Regions from separate parts of the Pan troglodytes genome. Here region 1 is linked to region 2. Evidence: chromatin contacts called from public HiChIP or PLAC-seq data. All regions are on one chromosome and are shown on one strand. The core of a region is the stretch at or near the end of the contact, and the rest is flanking DNA. Distances in the headings are between cores, read along the strand shown.

Region 1 (6,155 bases), core at 2,263-4,762, 340 kb after region 2:
CCCGCCACCACGCCCGGCTAATTGTTTGTATTTTTAGTAGAGACGGGGTTTCACCGTGTTAGCCAGGATGGTCTCGATTTCCTGACCTCGTGATCCGCCTGTCTCGGCCTCCCAAACTGCTGGGATTACAGGCGTGAGCCACAGCGCCCAGCCAACAGTTTTTATTTTATTGACTTCTCATCAATGTTAACAAGCATTTTCTAAGTAGTAAGACAGTCAAGGCACTTCTCAGAAAATGAGCAAATCAGGATATCCATCTCTTGCTCTTTCAAGGAGCTCAGACTCTAATAGCTATAAGCAGGCCTGTGACTTTACAATTTTTCATGTAAGGCAACACACAGGCAGGAATAATATATTTGCAACAAATATAACCATCAAAGTGCAGTACCTCGAATAGGTAGATCCCCAAAACAACTCAAAAGAAAAATGATCAAAAGAAGGTTGTGGGTGGGGCGCGGTGGCTCACACCTGTAATCTCAGCACTTTGGGAGGCTGAGGCGGGCAGATCACCTCATGTCAGGAGTTCGAGACCAGCCTGGTTAACATGGTGAAACCCCGTCTCTACTAAAAATACAAAAAAAATTTAACCAGGTGTAGTGGCAGGTGCCTGTAATCCCAGCTAATCGGGAGGCTGAGGCAGGAGAATCGCTTGAATCCAGGAGGCGGAGGTTGCAATGAACTGAGCAAGCCTCTGTCTCAAACAAACAAACAAAAAGATGGTTGTGAATAGGCAATTTAAAAGTTTTCTGGGCCCTGGAGGGTTCATTTTCCCTTCCTGCCACTTAACTAGCTGAGCAACATGACCTGGGAGGAGTTAGACTATTAGAGTTTACCCTGAGAGAGGCCACAAGATGCACATACGGATAACCTCTTCAGGGTACAATGGCATTAGTGTGTTAGGAGAGGTAAGGGACAAAGTTCAACAGAAGGCTGGGTGTGGTGGCTCATGCCTGTAATCGTAGCACTTTGGGAGACCGAGGCGGGTGGATCACTTGAGGTCAGGAGCTAGAGACCAGCCTGGCCAACATGGTGAAACCCCGTCTCTAAAAATACACAATTAGCTGGGCGTGGTGGTGGGCGCCTGTAATCCCAGCTACTTGGGAGGCTGCAGCACAAGAATCGTTTGAACCTGGGAAGTGGAGATTGCAATGAGCCAAGATCACGCCACTGCACTACAGCCTGGGCAACAGAGTGAGTGAGACTCCATCTCAAAAAGTTCAACAGAGGAAAACTTCAGGACCTCAGGGCTGGCCCATTCGGAAAGGCCCTCAGAGGCTTGCCATTTGAGCTGAATCTTGGTCTTGAACTCCTGGCCTCAAGCAGTCCTCCCGCCTCAGCCTCCCAAAAGTGCTGGGATTACAGGAGTGAGCCACCACTCCCAGCCAAAATTTTTTTTTTTTTAATTAGCTGGGTTTCAAGTTCTTCTGCTCTGACCAAAAAAATTAGCTGGGTGTGGTGGCACACACCTGTAGTCCCAGCTACTCAGGGGGCAAAGATGGGACAATCACTTGAGCCCAGGAGGTCAAGGCTGAAGTGAGCCCTGATCATGCCACTGCACTCCAGCCTGGGCAACAAAGCAAGACCCTGTCTCAAAAAGAAAAAAAGAAGTATGATAAAGATAAGCCTTTGTATCAGTTTCATGCATTCTCCTTCTGCCTTCTCTTCTCACTTGAGTGCTCCAGGGAACATGAGTGCGAATCAGATGCATCTATTAGTTGCAAACAAAAAACCTGGATGCTTTAGTTAACCTCAAGATTTGGTTAGCTGGGTACAGCTAAAACTAATTATACAAGATCCAAGTCTTCCCTTTTCACCTCATTACCACCGCCCTTTTTTGTGTTTAAGCTACACATAAATACAGAACATTCTGTAAGATTGAAAAGTCAGGAAATAGTTCCTGCCCTAGTATTGGAGGAGAGGGTGCCAGTGCCTCGACGCTGAAGAATGAAATACAAGGGAAACAGCAACCACCGTGTATGCGGCAAGCCTCTCAGCTGTCAGAATCTATTCCCTGCTGTCTCTGCCAGTAACTCATGCTGGGCTACCAATCCCCAGCTTAGTCCCTTTCTCAGAGATCCTGATAATTTCAGTTTGTCAACTGCAAGGGCAGTCTGTTCCTCCACTCACTTTGACCAAGATGGGCTTCTTTGTGTACAGGTGCATTTTTAGAGGCAGGACCAGGTCCACAGGGAAGGAAATTACAAAACGCAGGATTCTGCCCCAGATGAGGCAACAGCTTTCTAAATCTTGGTACTGTCCAATCTCAGAGTGAGATTATTTGGGAAACAGCTCTCAATCCCTGCAGTTGTCTCAGCTGGTTATTTATGCCTTGGGTGGAGCTGGGGTGACCTCTGAGTTCCCCTAGGGTCGATGGCCGAGTGGGAAGGCTCTATCACTGAAGTGGACCCAATACTAGAAACGGATCCAGTACGATCTGATCAGGTTTGCCTAATCCAAGGGCCTCAATGGAAAATACCTCCCAAGGCCAGGCACGGTGGCTCACGTCAGTAATCTCAGCACTTGGGGAGGCTGAGGTGGGTGGATCGCCTGAGGTCGGGAGTTCGAGACCATGCTGGGCAACTTGGCAAAACCCGTCTCTACTAAAAATATAAAAATTAGCCGCGCATGATGGCGCACTCCTGTAATCCCAGCTACTCGGGAGGCTGAGATGGGAGAATCGCTTGAACCCGGGAGGCGGAAGTTGCGCTGAGCTGAGATAGCGCCATTGCACTACAGCCTGGGCGACAAGAGCAAAACTCCGTCTCAAACAAAACAAAACCTGTGCCTGGCAGCCTGGAGCCGGTTCTGGTCTCCGTCAAACTAAAGGCATCAGTTTCCTCCACTCCTGTCCACCAATCGCCAGATATTCTCATTTTCTTCAGAAGCTCGGAATCCACATTTTTAAGTGAAATCACCCATTTTAATGTTAGCAACTTATTTCAAAGTGTTTTAAATACTATAGACCAAAAGAGGTATGGGCTGTGACCGTAAGCCTGATTTGGCCTCTGACGGCCAGTTTCTGACCACAGTTTTGGAGGGAATTTCTGCTTCCAAGGTCAAGTTTCTCCTAAATGCCCACTAGAGTTCGTGGGGTGGAGTGAGTAAGGATCCGCGACACCGGATACAAACAGAAGCTCTCCTTCTCCCGGAGTCCGATCAAGGCTCATCCCAGGTCCCTAATCTCTTCCCTTTGTGGGTTTTGAGTCAAGGAAGAAAATTCAGGGCCAAGCCCCTACAACCTCCTCCACAGGCACCGGTGCTCGAGAGACGACCGCCAAGCACCCCGCCCTTTGCAGCACTCACCGACCATGGCTCTGGTGCAGTCCAGGGCGCTGATTGGCTGGGCTCGTGGTTGCCGGGGCGACCCTGGCCAGAACTAGGCTCTCGGTGAGCTGGGCGGCTCCGGCTGCAACCTTGCGGGAGTCGCGTGTGTAGTGCACGGTGCATTCTCTCTTATATATCCTGTCCGGCCCGTTTGAGTTGGACAGCCTACAAGGGCGGAACCCAACGCCTGAATCCTAGGTTGCTGGGCGGAGGATGCCGAGGCTGCAGCTCCAGGAAGGGAGGGAGCCTGGGGGATGAAGGAGGGGCCTCTCCACTCTCACCCGCCGGAGCAACTGGTGGAAGTCAAGAAAAGTCTCTGGGGGCTGGGGGAGGGGATTGTAGGGGTGTGTGTGACAGAGGCCTCAAAAATCTGGCTGGGGGTGCTAAGGCAAGCCCATCTGCGCACTGTGCCCTGAGGTGCAAGAGGATGCAGGGTGGAAGTCGTCCCAAGAGAGTCCAGGGATCAAGTGGGCATGCCCTTTTAGCCTTGGCACGAAATGGAGCAGAAAAAGAGCCGGATGCGGATTACTGTGGTGCCCTAGGCTCAGATTCTGCTGAGTCACTGTGACTGCGGATTTGGAAGGCTGAGAGTCCTGGGGAGACATGCTCCGTGGAGACGAATTTGTTTCTTGCTTTGCAAGATTCACATTCTGCACTTGGGGGCCCATACAACACACTTCCCTGGGTGCATGCCACTGCACCACCCCTGCTCCTCAAGGCAGGTAATGGGGGAACTAATTGGTTTTGTTTCCCATGAGCTAAGGCAAGGCTGGTGTGGAGATAGCAGTTATAGGGAAGCATATTAAAGAATAGCCAAAACGGGACCAGGCGCGGTGGCTCACGCCTGTAATCCCAGCAATATGGGAGGCCGAGGTGGGTGGATCACCTGAGGTCAGGAGTTCGAGACCAGCCTGGCCAACCTGGTGAAGCCCCGTCTGTACTGAAAAATTAGCCGGGCGTGATGGCGGGTGCCTGTAGTCCCAGCTACTCGGGAGGCTGAGGCAGGAGAATCGCTTGAACCCGGAAGGCGGAGGTTGCAGTGGGTCGAGATCGTGCCACTGCACTCCCGCCTGGGTGACGAAGTGAGACTCCGTCTCAAAAAAAATCTCTATAAAGTAAAAGTTACTGTAAAGAAGGAGATATACTCTCAGTAGGTGAAGGAAAAAGAACTAGAGCTTTAAAGTGGTAATTAACCATCAGAAGAATTACAGATGGGGGAGGTGAGGATGACACAGGGCCCTTCCGTTGTCCCTCCAGTGCAAAAGTTAAGGAGGCACCAGAAAACTGGTTTCCAACTCCCGACCTCAGGTGATCCTACCGCCTCGGCCTCCCGAAGTGCTGGGATTACAGGCATGAGCCACCGTGCCCGGCCCCATCGTGACATTTTTGCATTCATTTTGATGTAACAAGAGAGGACTATATTATTTACACGTATTTACGAATTACTTTGGGAGGCTGAGGCAGGAGAATCACTTGAGCCCAAGAGTTTGAGAAAAGCCTGAGCAACAAAGTGAGACCCCATCTGACAAAATAGTATAAAAGGACGTTTTAAAAAAGGGCTAGGTAGGCAGCCCTGTCCAATAGAACTTTCCCTATCTGTGCTGCCCAAGTAAGGTAGCCACAAGCTTCAAGTAGCTATTGAGCACTGGAAATGTGGCCAGCAGCCAGGCGTGGTGGCAGGCGCCTGTGTCCCAGCTACTCAGGATCTGAGGCGAAAAGATCGCTTGAGCCCAGGAATTCAAGGCCGCAGTGGTGGACTCAATAAAAGAAAAAAACGGAAATTAAAAAAAAAAAAAAAAAAAAAAAGTGGCCAGTGGACTGAGGAAGTGAAGTTTTAATTGTAATTAAATTAATTTTTTAAAAATTTATTTTTTGAGGTGGGGTTTCACTGTGTCGCCCAGGCCGGAGTGCAGTGGCAGGATCTTGGCTCACTGCAATTTCCATCTCCTGGGTTTAAGCAATTCTTGTGCCTCAGCTTCCTGAGTAGCTAGGACTACGGGCATGCACCACCACAGTCAGCCACTTTTTGTATTATTCGTAGAGATGAGTTTCACCATGTTAGCCAGGCTGGTCTCAAACTCCTGACCTCAGGTGATCCGCCCACCTCGGCCTCCCAAAGTGCTAGGATTACAGGCATGTGCCACTGCGCCTGGCTTTAATTAATTTAAATTTAGATAGCCACATGTCACTAGTGTTTGGAAAGACCTGAGCTGGTTCAGATCGAGGCCGCAGTGTGCTGACTATTCTCTCTCTCACTCTTCTAGTGAGATTGTTTTCTCAATCACCAGTCTCCCTGACCGATCCAGAGGTGGGGCTCAAAGCCACAAAGCTCGAGTGTCGTGTTCGGTCGTTGGTTTCCAGCATGGCCAGTTCCCATCCTCAGTCATCTTGTTAACATGAACTATATAGGGGCCCATCCCAAGTCATCTCATTAGCATAAACCATCAGGAGTGGTCTGAGAAGCCCACAATGAATAAGATGGACACTCCTATCATTTGGGATTTAGAGGCTCAGGGGCATGATGATAGTTCACTGCAGCCTCGACCTTCTGGAGTCAAGCAATCCTCCTGCCCCAGCCTCCTGAATAGCTGAGATGACAGGTGCATGCCACCATGCCTGGCTAATTTTTTTTTATTTTTTTGGTAGAGATAGGGTCTCACTATGTTGCCCAAGCTGGTCTCAAACTCCTGGGCTCATGTGATCCTCCCGCTTTGATCTCCCAAAGTGCTGGAGTTACAGGTATGTGCCACCACTCCTGGCCAAATTTGTTACTACACAGTTGTAAAGACAGACATTTGAGGTGGCAGTGAACCAAGATCATGCCACTGCAC
Region 2 (6,363 bases), core at 334-2,833:
ACCTGAAGAGATAACGTCTGTGTGTGCGCTTTCTTGCTTGCTCAATCTCTCCCCATTGCTGTTTTCCTCTGCCCCACACAGTAAAGAGTAAGTGCTGTATCCTCAAAGACCCTTGATTTTTGGTCAAAGAAAAAAGATATAAAAATAGAGCCTTACAGCTTCCTTGACCAGTTTTCTACTGGATTCGACCACTGCTTCTGTCAGTGTAAATTCCGTTTTAATCATCTCCAGCACATTGATAGCTGATTCCAGTGGTGTGAGCTCAGCCTCCATATCAAAGGAACAGTCTAGGACAAAGCACAGTTTTCATTTTAAGCTCTTTTCTAAGGGTAAAAAAGTTATGTCCAAAAGTTATATATATATATTTATGGAAATGGAGCATGCAAATATGGTAAGATTTGCATTTAATTTTTTGACATATTTGCTACAGGTTGACATACACGATAAGGGTCCAAATTCAAATCAATGAATTTAACGTGACCATTTTTTAACACCTGTCAAGACAGGCAAAAAAATTATTTTTAAATACATGCATTTGCCTCTCAAATTCAGAATATACCCATCCTCCTCAGATACGAGTGGCAAGAAACTGACAACAGCTAAATAGCTTTCAAGTTAAATTCAGAGGGGAAAAATGTCAGAGTACTTCCACTCTGAAAAACTCTCTACCATGGGGGAAAAAAGATGTCCATATGAACATAACTCACTTCAGATAGGAGCAAAGTTGGGGTGAGCAATTAACAGGTGGGAGAAGATTTTTAAAAAACACAGAAAAGCAGCCAAGACAACCTTAACCGGAGAAAACTAGAGCCAGTCGAGCCAGAAAACAGACCCACCGTAGAATGAAAAAGACCACTCTGATGGAAACTATCGCACTTTAACCTGGAATCCTTCAGTTCTAGATATAAGTTTTAAAACAAAACCCTACGCAAGTAAGCCCAGAGAAGAACACAAAAATAGCCATACCTAAATTTTCCCCTTCTTCAATGCGCGACAGACACTGCATAACCCGCAGCAATCGGGACACGGTATGCTCCTTCCCCAAGGGCCTGACAAGCAAAGCTGGGAGAGAAGACATCGTTGGCTGGGCGACCCCCAGTCCCGACTCCCGGTCCCCCGGACCCCCTTCCCCAGCGCTCCAACCCCCTTCCCCCGGCCCGGCCCTCACCCTGCATGATGTCCCGGATCTGTCTGAAGTCCCCGTACCGGCTACCCCGAAAGGCCCGCAGCGCCTCGTGGAAGTAGAACTTGAGCACCCAGCGATTGACTGCCTCTTCCAGCCGTGCCTCCCCCGCGCCGCGCTCCGCCGGGCCCCCCAGCCCCGGCTCGTGGCGCCCCCGCCGGGCCCGCCCGCTACTGCGGGACGCCCGCCTGCCAGCTGCCCGCCCGCTGCCGTCGCTACTCCCGCCTCCTCCCGCCATCGTGTCCGATCGCCGCGCGCCCTCCCCGCCCTCCCGGCCGGGCCGCTTCCTCGGCTGTGACGCCGCTGGGTCACGCACGACGCCCGGGCCGGAAGCGGGGCCCGCCGTCCCGGCTCCCGCGGCCATGATAGAAACAGCGTTCCGAGCCGCCCGCGGGCTTCTGGGAGGGAAAGGACCGGAGGGCCCGGCCCCCTTCTCAGACGCCGTAGTTCCCGATGTGCCGGCCGCAATGCCTCCTGGGGCTTGAAGTCCACGCCGCCCAGGCCGGTGAACCCGGCGGGGTTTGCAGTCAACTTCGCTCCGAATTTACAGAAAACAGCTACTATGCTAGGGACGCGGAACAGTGTATTAGAGACTGAAAAACAGGCCGGGATCGGTGGCTCAACGCCTGTAATCCCAGCACTTTGGGAGGCTGAGGCGGGTGGATCACCTGAGGTCGGGAGTTCGAGACCAGCCTGACCAACATGGAGAAACCCCATCTCTACTAAAAATACAAAATTAGCCGGACGTGGTGGCGCATGCCTGTAATCCTAGCTACTCGGGATGCTGAGGCAGGAGACTCGCTTGAACCCGGGAGCGGAGGTTGCGGTGAGCCGAGATCGCGCTATTGCACTCTAGCCTGGGCAACAAGAGCGAAACTCCGTCTCAAAAAAAAGAAAAGAAAAAAAAGAAAACCAAATATGTGCACCTTATTAAACACTTTGAAAATTGTGGAAGAGAGCATACACAGAGGAAAGTCTTTAAACAAATTTGTATTTTAACAAATACTGTAATTATAAAGCAAAGACCAGTGTGATACCAATAAATAGAATGCACCTGGCAACCCAGCCTCTAGACATATACTCTTTGTAATCACAAAAATAACACATTTTGTTGTAGAACAATTAGAAAAATAAGCAAAAGGACCACCCATAGTCCCATAGAGGGTCTGAGTCACTTTCAGATATCTCTGATACTCTTGGAATTCACCAACTGGCACTTGACCAAATGGAGAACCTCCAGCTCAGACCTTAGTTCAGGATGGTGGTTGTGGGTGCCTCTTCCTGAGAGGCCCAGTAACTGGTCTAGCTTCAAAGATTGTCCTACCAGCCCCACTAGTCTGGAACCTGCAAAGATCCAGTTTGGGGCCACTCAAAGACAACTCAGAAGTGCAGGTGGCCAAGTCCTTGAGGATGTGAATCCCATGCTGGACCTGTGCATTAATATCAGGACCTTAATATGTATAGTATCCTGGAAAGCCAAAAGTTCTACGAGGTACACGTTCCGGGATGAGAGAAGAGGCCTCTAGGTCTGACTGATCTTTGGTGATCATAACTGCTTTTCTTTTTTTTCTTTTTTTTTCTTGAGATGGAATCTCGTTCTGTCGTCCAGGCTGGAGTGCAGTGGCACGATCTCAGCTCACTGCAAGCTCCGCCTCTGGGTTCACGCCATTCTCCTGCCTCAGCCTCCCGAGTGGCTGGGACTACAGGCGCCCACTACCATGCCCAGCTAATTTTTTGTATTTTTAGTAGAGACGGGGTTTCACCGTGTTAGCCAGGACGGTCTCCATCTCCTGACCTCGTGATCCGCCCGCCTCGGTCTCCCAAAGTGCTGGGATTACAGGCGTGAGCCACTGTGCCCGGCCCATGGCTGCTTTTCCATTCCAGCCTGCTTGCCTTAACCAGGAACCAAATCACTTGCCTTTATTTTAGTTTTTTTGAGAAAGTTTCACTCTGTAATGCAGGTTGGAGTGCAGTGGCGCAATCGTGCTCACTGCAGCCTTGAACTCCTGGGCTCAAGTGATCCTCCTGTCTCAACCTCCCAAGTAGCTAAGACTACCAGCGTGTGCCACCATGCCTGGGTAATTTGAAATTTTTTTTCGTAGAATTAGGGGTCTTGCCGTGTTGCCCAGGCTGGTCTCGAACTCCTGGCCTCAAGCACTCCTCCCACCCTGGTCTCCTAAAGTGCTGGGGATTTCAGGGTTGAGCTACTATGCCTGGTGCCAAATCACTTGCCTTTCAATTCTAACTTTTTTTTTTTTTTTTTTCTGAGACAGAGTCTTGTTCTGTTGCCCAGGCTGGAGTGCAGTGGCACGATCTTGGCTCACTGCAACCTCCACCTCCCGGGTTCAAGTGATTCTCCTGCCTCAGCCTCCCGAGTAGCTGGGATTACAGGCGTGTGCCACCATGCCTGGCTAATTTTTGTATTTTTAGTAGAGACGGGGTTTCACCATGTTGGCCACGCTGTCTCGAACTCCTGGCCTCAAGTGATCCACCCATTGTGGCCTCCCAAAGTGCTGAGATTATAGGCGTGAGCCACTGCGCCTGGCCAGTGCTAACTCCTCTACTTGCTAGCTGTTTAACCTTGAACGAATCCCTTAACTGTCTCTGTGCCTCTGTTTCCACATCTGTCAAGCACAAATAATGAAGGTACCTCTTGGAAATTATACGAAAAGTCAATGAATTGCTATTTCTAATGCCTTTAGCGAAGGGCTCAGCTTGTGGTAAGGGCTCAGTAAGTGTAAGCTGTTTTTTGTTTGTTTGTTTTTTGAGACAGAGTTTTGCTCTTGTCGCCCAGGCTTGAGTGTAATGGCGCAATCTCGGCTCACTGCAACCTCCATCTCCCAGGTTCAATTGATTGTCCTGCCTCAGCCTCCCGAGTAGCTGGGATTACAGGAAAGCAGGAAGCACTTAAGGTTTTCAAAGAAGTTCCCTTAAAGAGACAGTTGGGTATTTGTGGTAGATAAAGAAGAGAATGATTTTGGGATAACCAGAGGATGATGGGACTTTGAAAAATGAGGAGAAAATCCATCAAGCAGGACACTTACGATTTGCGCACTTTATGTAAGTCATACCTTAATTTTGAAAAAATAAAAGAAAAATGAGTTTTTTTTGATAGAGGAGAGTAGGAGACTTTCTAGGCAGGTCCTGGATGAGTTAATAAAAACAGCTTATACCGGCCGGGCGCTGTGGCTGACACCTGTAATCCCAACACTTTGGGAGGCCAAGGTGGGTGGATAACCTGAGGTCAGGAGTTGGAGACCAACCTGGCCAACATGGTGAAACCCCATCTGTACTAAAAATACAAAAATTAGCTGGGTGTGGTAGCTGAAGCCTGTAATCCCAGCTACTCGGGAGGCTGAGGCAGGAGAATTGCTTGATCCTGGGAGGCGGAGGTTGCAGTGAGCCAGGATCCCGCCAGTGCACTCCAGCCTGGGCAACAGAGCCAGACTCCGTCTTAAAAAATAAAGATGAAATAAGGCCTGTAAATAATGTCTGACAATGCTGGGTGCGGTGGCTCACGACTGTAATCCCAGCACTTTGGGAAGCCAAGACATAAGAATCGCTTGGGAGGCAGAGGTTGCAGTGAGCTGAGATGGTGCCACTGCACTCCAGCCTGGATAGAGTGAGCTCTGTCTTAAAATAACAATAGTAATAATAATAATGATAATAATAACTGGCCAGGCACGGTGGGTCACGCCTGTAATCCCAGCACTTTAGGAGGCCATGGTGGGAGGACCACCTGAGTTCAGGAGTTCAAGACCAGCCTGGCCAACATGGTGAAACCCCATGTCTACTAAAAATACAAAATTAACCGGGCATGGTGGTGGGCACCTGTAATCCCAGCTACTTGGGAGGCTGAGGCAGGAGAATCACTTGAACCAAGGAGGTGGAGGTTGCAGTGAGCCGAGAACATGCCATTGCATGCCAGCCTGGGCGAAAAGAGCAAAACTCAGTCTCAAAAAAAAAAAAAAAAAATTGCCTGACACATGCCAATCAAGCTAGCAAGGTTTTTTTTTTGAGACAGGATCTTGCTCTGTCACCCAGGCCAGAGTGCAGTGGTGTGATCGTGGCTCACCACAGCCTCGACCTCCTGGGCTCCAGTGATCCTCCTTCCTCAGCCTCCTGAGTAGCTGGGACTACAGGTACATGCCACCATATCTGGCTAATTATTATTTTTTTATTTTTTTGTAGCGACAGGGTTTTGCCATGTTGGCCAGGCTGGTCTCAAACTCCTGGGCTCAGGCAGTCTTCCCGCCTAGGCCTCCCAAAGTGCTGAGATTACAGGTCTGAGCCACCAAGCTGGGCCTAGCAAGGTATTTTTTGTTTGTTTTTGTTTTTGAGACGGAGTTTCGCTCTTGTTGCCCAGGCTGGAGTGCAATGGTGTGATCTCGGCTCACTGCAACCTCCACCTCCTGGGTTCAAGCGATTCTCCTGCCTCAGCCTCCTAAGTAGCTGGGATTACAGGCATGCACCACCGCACCCAGCTAATTTTGTATTTTTAGCAGAGATGGGGTTTCACCATATTGGTCAGGCTGGTCTTGAACTCCTGACCTGAGGTGATCCACCCACCTCGGCCTCCCAAAGTGCTGGGATTACAGGCGTGAGCCACCACGCCCGGCCACTAGCAAGGTTTTTTGTTTTGTTTTGTTTTTTGAGACAGAGTCTCGCTCTGTTGCCCAGGCTGGAGTGCAATGGTGTGATCTCGGCTCACTGCAACCTCCGTTTCCCGTATTCAAGAGATTCTCCTGCCTCAGCCTCCCAAGTAGTTGGGATTACAGGCGCCCACCACCACACCCGGCTAATTTGTTTGTGTTTTTAGTAGAGATGGGGTTTTCCCATGTTGGTCAGGCTGGTCTCGAACTCCTGACCTCAGGCAATCTGCCCACCTCGGCCTCCCAAAGTGCTGGGATTATAGGCGTGAGCCACCACGCCCAGCCTCCACTAGAAAGGTTTTAAAAGTTAATAATCGGCCGGGCATGTGAACCCGGGGGGCAGAGCTTGCAGTGAGCCAAGATTGTGCCACTGCACTCCAGCCTGGGCGACAAAGCAGGACTCTGTCTCAAAAAAAAAAAAAAAAAAAAAAAAGGCCAAGCGCGGTGGCTCATGCCTGTAATCCCAGCACTTTGGGAGGCCGAGACGGGTGGATCACAAGGTCAGGAGATCAAGACTATCCTGGCTAA

Evidence for each region. HiChIP or PLAC-seq counts read pairs in DNA pulled down with a chosen protein or histone mark.
Region 1: an H3K4me3 HiChIP or PLAC-seq map of stem cell-derived excitatory neurons shows a contact between it and region 2, with 3 times the contacts expected there. The contact joins the promoter of NQO1 here to the promoter of TERF2 in region 2. A contact is called at or near these places in 2 of 7 Hi-C or Micro-C datasets (induced pluripotent stem cells and stem cell-derived neural progenitor cells) and 1 of 1 datasets of contacts at active chromatin or transcription factors (stem cell-derived excitatory neurons).

The regions. Positions count from the first base shown.
Region 1 is chr18:67,774,905-67,781,059 of NHGRI_mPanTro3-v2.0_pri, forward strand. It overlaps NQO1 (NAD(P)H quinone dehydrogenase 1), which reads right to left and starts at 3,513. Exons shown (of 6, transcript XM_016930090.3): 1 at 3,304-3,513. The coding sequence starts at 3,310.
Region 2 is chr18:67,433,111-67,439,473 of NHGRI_mPanTro3-v2.0_pri, forward strand. TERF2 (telomeric repeat binding factor 2) reads right to left here and starts at 1,584. Exons shown (of 10, transcript XM_016930077.3): 1 at 1,169-1,584; 2 at 967-1,062; 3 at 157-287. The coding sequence starts at 1,547.